Regions from separate parts of the Rattus norvegicus genome. Here region 1 is linked to region 2. The links are chromatin contacts, called in public Hi-C maps. All regions are on one chromosome and are shown on one strand. Each heading gives the region's core, a stretch centred on a gene start, on an enhancer-like site or on the middle of the called end of the contact. The rest is flanking DNA. Distances are from core to core; before and after follow the strand shown. Region 1 holds the start of Igsf11 (immunoglobulin superfamily, member 11). Region 2 overlaps Igsf11 (immunoglobulin superfamily, member 11).

Region 1 (3,454 bases), core at 381-2,880, 94 kb before region 2:
GACACAGCAAGCACACATTTTCTTTTAACATTGTGAAAGAATTCAGAGAGCTGCCTGCCTCTGTTAGGCACAGATGATAAGCTAGCTGGGTGGGACCCCGTCTTGAAGTTACCATTTCTAGCACACTCAGACCTAAATGTGCTCCTTTGAACTCAGGAATTTGCCTGCATTTGTATCTGCTTGTCTTAGTATCTCTCTGGCTCATCCTGTAGCTGCCTCTGTTCCCTTAGATCTGTGAAGCTCCTTATACAATTCACATTGTATCCTTATATTTTGGCATAGTTGATAAATTATATATTTTCTAACCCATGTTTTTAGAGTCTTTTCCCACAGCCTTAAGGGCTGTCCTGAAGGACCCAGAGTTTACCATTTAGCCAAACCTTTGACTCCCGGACTCATGCTATCTCTGATTATCACAGAGTCATTAATGTTAACAGGGAAGGAATGTAAAATATGTACATTATTATACAAACAAGCCCTACGCCCACAGCAGCCACAAAGCTTGTGAAGGCCTATGCCTGCTGGTCCTGTTCCAAGGGCAGGAACCTTGTCGTTCTGTCCTCACCAAGGCCATGCTGGACTGACAAATTGTATATACAGCACATGTGAGCTTGGTTCCTTCAGAGGTCAGAAGAGGGCACTGGATCACAGATGGTTGTGAGTCATCAAATGGATTCTGGGAACAGAACTCAGGTCTTCTGCAAGAGCCAGTGCTCTTTACCTCTGAGCCCTCTCTCAAGGCTCCAGTGATGGGCATTTTCAAACTTTCCCTTTTTCTCTTCAAAATATAACATTTTAATATTTAAAATAGTTTTTATAATTCTACTGTCTTGATATTTATTTTTTGTTTTCCCTACACAGCCTTAAAAATCATTGTGCAAATATATCTCTTTTTAAAAAATATTTTCTATATTTGCCTTGCTTCTGAGAATACTATTGTTTCCAGTTGTCCTGGCAAAATTGGCTCTGTGAGGTGTGGGGGTCTTAGAATTCTGAAGGGCTATAGGAGTTCTACTCTATGTTCTTCAGAATCTGATCACATGGCTGGGAAGTTCTTGGGCCTGTAGGTCCTCAAATCTTGAAGGCTCAGTGTGGGTGTGGAAGCATATCTGTCTGCCCTGTCACCCGTCCGTCTGTCTGTCCGTCCGTCCATCCATCCATCCATCCATCCATCCATCCATCCATGCATGGAGATACAACCCTCAATCTGTTTTTTTGCTGTTGTTTGTATATGGTTTCAGGGCTGACGACTCTGCATTGGACTACCGATAAGGGGACTCATCCCTTGGAGAGGCTAGGTCTGCTAAAAGTCTACAGGTCTCCTAAGAGACTCCCAAGATTCTTTCAGGTAGATTAAATGGGTTTCAGGAGAGGCTAAAATGGCCAGAGTAGGGACTGTTTGAAAACTGCAGCCGAGAAAGTTGGATCTAAGGGAAGCCGCTTTGGGTTTTAGGTCCAACCTGACCTTGCAGAGTTCGTGGGGACCAGAGCAGGTGGCCTGGCCGCGCCAGCAGCCATGAGTTCTGTGCGTTCTGCGGGTGGCCGCCAGGCGTCGCGCTGGAGCCGCGGTTGCCCTGGAGACCGCTCGGCGAGTGGGCAGGCGGTGCGGAGCCCCCGGCTGGGGAAGAGCTGGCGGGAGCTGGGGGGAGTGGCTGCGGCGGCTAGTGGTGGCCGCGGCGGCCGGCGAGCCCGGGACGCCCGAGCCTGCCCCGAGCCTCAGCGGAGCGGAGTGGCCTTGGCGCTCCCGTGCCCCGCTCGGTCCCCGCTGCACCCCGCCGCCCAGGAGCTCGGCGGACGGCGGCTCCCGCGGCGGCCCCGGCATGACTCGGCGGCGCTCCGCTCTGGCGTCCTGGCTGCTCTTGTCGCTGCTCGGTGAGTAACCCAGCTTGTCCAGCCGCGTGGGGGTCCGAGCCCCGCTGGCGCCCGCAGGAGCTGGGAACCGGCTGCCCCGGGACGGTGGTGGAGGCCAGAGTCGCCCAGGTGTCCCCGAGCTCTGTAACCCCTGCGCCGCTCTTGGCCGCCACTTCCCGGAACGAACTCCGGCTGCCTGCCGGGCCACTTAGAAATAGTGTTTGCTTACCCTTACTAGAGGGCTCCAGGAAAACTTTATAGCTTTACCCCAGCCTTGAAGGAGATTGCGATTTTTAAAGAATTAAATTGATTAAAAATACTTTTGCAGTTTTTAACTTGTAACTTCATTATAACCTTTAAAACATACGCAGGGGTAAAATTTCGTTTTTATTTTAAATGCTCGATTACATCCGAAAGCAAAGTTTATTAACTCTGTTAGTTTCGTAACCAGAGGGTGTAAGTTGCCTCATAAAAATACATAGAATGTAGCAGTTCGAGGGAGCGTTTGAAAGCAGTTGTTTATTCAAACTTAATTTCTTCAGTTTTTCTTACATTTTATTTCTCCCCAATAGCCATCGTTGTAGGCTCTGAATATCCTTCTGTACAATCCGGCCTTTGTGTGTGCATTGTTCTATGGAATCAAGTTTTTTGTCTTAGGAACTGGTCGCTGAGGTTTACTGAAATAGAAGGCTTTTATTTATAAAGCAAGTTCAGTGACGGAGATGGCTGTGGTTAACTGTATTTCTCTCTAGATATCTTTGTAGGTTTCCAGTCACTTTTCATGGCCTTACTTGAATAAACAATGTTTTAATTTTGAAGTAGCCCAGTTTTCGATCGTTCGCCTAGTATAGAGGAAACATAGCAAACTGGCCTGTTAACCTTCTTTGAAGATGCCACGGTCAGAGTTTTGACTTCCTGGAGTTCAGTAGGCGTATTTTTTTAGTGATGATAAGCTAATAATAATCAAGTCGCATACCGATGAGTGCGTTTATGCACTTGAACTTCCAAACTGAACTTGTCGTTTACTACTTCAGCAGGCCTCTGTCTCCCTGTCCTTCTGCCAGAGGCAAAGTAAGTGAATTCATAGACTTTTCCTCAAATCCTTGAACACAGCTGAAACCTCATAAGCGTTGTTGTGAGAACAGCAAATGTTTTTGATAGAGAAATCCATCGTTAAACTTTGTTGGCGGAGAGAGTTTGTGTTTTGAATTTATTAGGCCTCCCTTTTAACAGGTGATTTTTGTTTCTAGAGTTTGCTTTGGGTCGAACTGTTTCTACACAATCCTAGAACGATTCTGGGGACTTCCAAGGTCATTCCAATCTTTGGGATGGTCTGTTCTGTAGAGCCACTTTTAACTCTCAAAAAAACAAAACAAAACAAAAACCAAAACCAAAAACCAAACAAAAGAAAAAACAAAAAACAAAACAAAAAGCTTGTCCTTCTGGTCAAGAGATGTTTCCTTTGCTGCCATTGGGTGCATTTGGGCATCAGGTGGGTGGGTGGGTGGGGCAGGGAGACGGTGGGAGGATATGAAGTTTGTTGGTAGCCTTTCTGGGGTTTTCTTAAAACACACTGTCAGCGTGCACAAATACTTTATGGTAC
Region 2 (3,317 bases), core at 356-2,855:
AAGGTGAGGTGGTGACCTCGAAATGAAGATGAGAAGAACTGTCCTGTGCTTTTCTTAGTTTTCATTTTGTCAGTCTCATTTTCATAGCCCTCCTCTTGAGAGCTGCATTAAAATTGCATTTTAATTTCCATGCATGTGTATGTGACCCTGAAAGTGAACGTATAGGTTTGTTTGGGTTTCTGCCTGTGCATGTGCAGAGGCCCAAAGAGTGCCTTGGGGCTCTTGGAACTGGTGTTACAGGTATTTGGGGGGGATGCTTGACTTGTTATGTGGATACTGGGATCTGAACTACTGTTGTCACTATTGTGCAAGCAAGCACTATTAGCTGCTGGGCCATTTCTGTAGCCCCAAGAACTACTTCTCAACAAAACTGTGTTCACATTCCTTCCTGTAATATTGGTTTCTAACCCAATAAACTGTTCACTCTCCTTCCTGTTCTGCCGGTACCTAACCTAAGAAACTGTTCATCCTCTGCGTTCTGAGATTGCACATCCGTACTTTTGTTGGAAGCTTCGTAATTGTTAACTAGGTGTAAGCTACTTTGCACCCAGTGACTGCTATCTGGCTAAACCTCTTAAACTCCTGACAACTCTGAAGAGCCAAGAAATTGGGGGAGGATTACACTAGAGTGTGGTGAGGATGTTCCGAGTTGGTTTAGGGAATCTGATAATGTGCACATGCTGAGGGGAAGGTGCAACTGATATCTGAGTCTGCCACTACTTCTGGTCCAACTAGCAAAATGTCTGTGGAGGGGAGACAGAGAGAAGACATTCAAATTTCAGGGAAGGGACATAGTAAGTCATCATGGTACCTTGGACCTGGTAATGTTCTCCCATTTTCCTCACAGTTAGGAGAGTCATTTTAGCGCACAATGCCTTTTCATCGTGACTAGCATTGGACAGTTCTTACTCTTAATCATCACCTATTCTGCTGCTAAATTTCTGAGAAAAAACTATGTATAACAGCTATATAGATGGTTCTGTCTGTCCAGCCTTGTATGTCTCCAGTTCTTTTCCTTCCTTGCTTTTCCTTTTCATGCCAAAGGAAATCCCCCACCCCACCATCTGTCTGCAGCAGTTGGCAGGGTTGGGTAACTGGAATGGGAGCCCACAGACTGTAGGATCAAAGTCCACAGGGTTGACTCTCTTGTGCTCGCTTAACTCAGGTTTGTCTCTGCAGCATGGGGCGGGAGGGGGGGGGTCTCAGGAAATGTGCGATTTCTTTTCAACCACTGCCTGGATTCAGTTTTGTGAACTTTTTTACCACCACAAACTTAGGCATTAGTTCCCTCCCTGCCTACAGCTGAAAGGAATTCACTATACTCAAAAGTTAAGTGCAGAAAAAAATTTTAGAAAAGAAACATTAAAAAACGAATGTTAGCAGGAAACAGATAAATCTAAACCTCTTGAATGAATATTCATTGTATAAATGCATTTGACACATATGGTTTCTATTATTATTAATTATTATTGTTATTGTTTTATTTCTACCCATTTCTTGCCTCTGTGGTTGATTCTGTGGTTGCTACGGGGAAGGTTATAAGAAAGGAGGTCATAATGAGACAGGTTCTCTGGGACTGAGACAGCAAGAACACACCGTCCCTGTACCAGCTCCCTGCTCTCTGCCCTCACAGGCAGATTGGCCCTCAGCCCTGTTGGCCTCCTGCTGAGGGGAAGGTGCTTGATGCTGCATTTTAAAGCTCACACAGAGGAGGCATTTTAAGCGTTATCACTTTTCATTATTCGGTTGCTATCCCAGGGTGGAAGGATACAAGAATGAACTGTTAGTCTGGGCCGTTTTTATTTTATGTGGGTGTTTTGTTCCTTCTGTCTTATTTGTGTATTTACATTTTTTATTTTATTTTATTTTATTTTTGCACAGATACGAGGGAGGGAGAGAAAGCTTAGAGACAGGACCTGATGTAGAACAGTTGGGATTCGGTTAATCTGCTTAGAAACAGCACTAATCGGTATATCATCAGATCCCTGGGCAACAGTGCCCCCACCGCTTCTCCTCACCCTGCTCCTCCTCACTCTGCTCCTCCTCACCCTGCTTCTCCCCACTCTGCTCCTCCTCACTCTGCTCCTCCCCACTCTGCTCCTCCTCACCCTGCTCCTCCTCACCCTGCTCCTCCTCACCCTGCTCCTCCTCACTCTGTTCCTCCTCACCCTGCTTCTCCCCACTCTGCTCCTCCTCACTCTGCTCCTCCTCACTCTGCTCCTCCTCACTCTGCTCCTCCTCACCCTGCTCCTCCTCACCCTGCTCCTCCCCACTCTGCTCCTCCTCACTCTGCTCCTCCCCACTCTGCTCCTCCCCACTCTGCTCCTCCCCACTCTGCTCCTCCCCACTCTGCTCCTCCTCACTCTGCTCCTCCTCACCCTGCTCCTCCTCACTCTGCTCCTCCTCACTCTGCTCCTCCCCACTCTGCTCCTCCCCACTCTGCTTCTCCTCACTCTGCTCCTCCTCACTCTGCTCCTCCCCACTCTGCTCCTCCCCACTCTGCTCCTCCCCACTCTGCTCCTCCTCACTCTGCTCCTCCTCACCCTGCTCCTCCTCACCCTGCTCCTCCTCACTCTGCTCCTCCTCACCCTGCTCCTCCTCACCCTGCTCCTCCTCACCCTGCTCCTCCTCACTCTGCTCCTCCTCACCCTGCTCCTCCTCACCCTGCTCCTCCTCACTCTGCTCCTCCTCACTCTGCTCCTCCTCACCCTGCTCCTCCTCACCCTGCTCCTCCTCACTCTGCTCCTCCCCACTCTGCTCCTCCTCACCCTGCTCCTCCTCACCCTGCTCCTCCTCACCCTGCTCCTCCTCACTCTGCTCCTCCCCACTCTGCTCCTCCCCACTCTGCTCTTCCCCACTCTGCTCTTCCCCACCCTGCTCCTCCCCACCCTGCTCCTCCCCACTCTGCTCCTCCTCATTCTGCTCCTCCCCACTCTGCTCCTCCCCACTCTGCTCCTCCTCACTCTGCTCCTCCCCACTCTGCTCCTCCCCACCCTGCTCCTCCTCACTCTGCTCCTCCTCACTCCACGCTCCTCCCCACTCTGCTCCTCCCCACTCTGCTCCTCCCCACTCTGCTCCTCCCCACTCTGCTCCTCCTCACTCTGCTCCTCCCCACTCTGCTCCTCCTCATTCTGCTCCTCCCCACTCTGCTCCTCCCCACTCTGCTCCTCCTCACTCTGCTCCTCCTCACCCTGCTCCTCCTCACCCTGCTCCTCACCCTGCTCCTCCTCACTCTGCTCCTCCTCACCCTGCTCCTCCCCACTCTGCTCCTCCTCACCCTGCTCCTCCTCACCCTGCTCCTCCTCACCCTGCTCCTC

What was found. A called contact is a pair of places that touch in the nucleus more often than the background predicts.
Region 1: a Hi-C map of kidney shows a contact between it and region 2, with 2.0 times the contacts expected there. The contact joins the promoter of Igsf11 here to the enhancer-like site in region 2. A contact is called at or near these places in 3 of 12 Hi-C or Micro-C datasets (hepatocytes, kidney and liver).

What each region holds. Positions count from the first base shown.
Region 1 is chr11:75,372,080-75,375,533 of GRCr8, reverse strand. Igsf11 (immunoglobulin superfamily, member 11) reads left to right here and starts at 1,630. Exons shown (of 7, transcript NM_001013120.1): 1 at 1,630-1,872. The coding sequence starts at 1,821.
Region 2 is chr11:75,278,664-75,281,980 of GRCr8, reverse strand. All of the region lies in intron 1 of Igsf11 (immunoglobulin superfamily, member 11), which reads left to right. Among named protein-coding and RNA genes, the nearest start is that of Igsf11, 94 kb to the left of the region's middle. Within about 2 kb of position 1,605, at least 1 of the 93 cell types and tissues checked has an H3K27ac peak or open chromatin away from gene starts, as enhancers often do. A contact at or near this core is called in kidney, where this site is marked.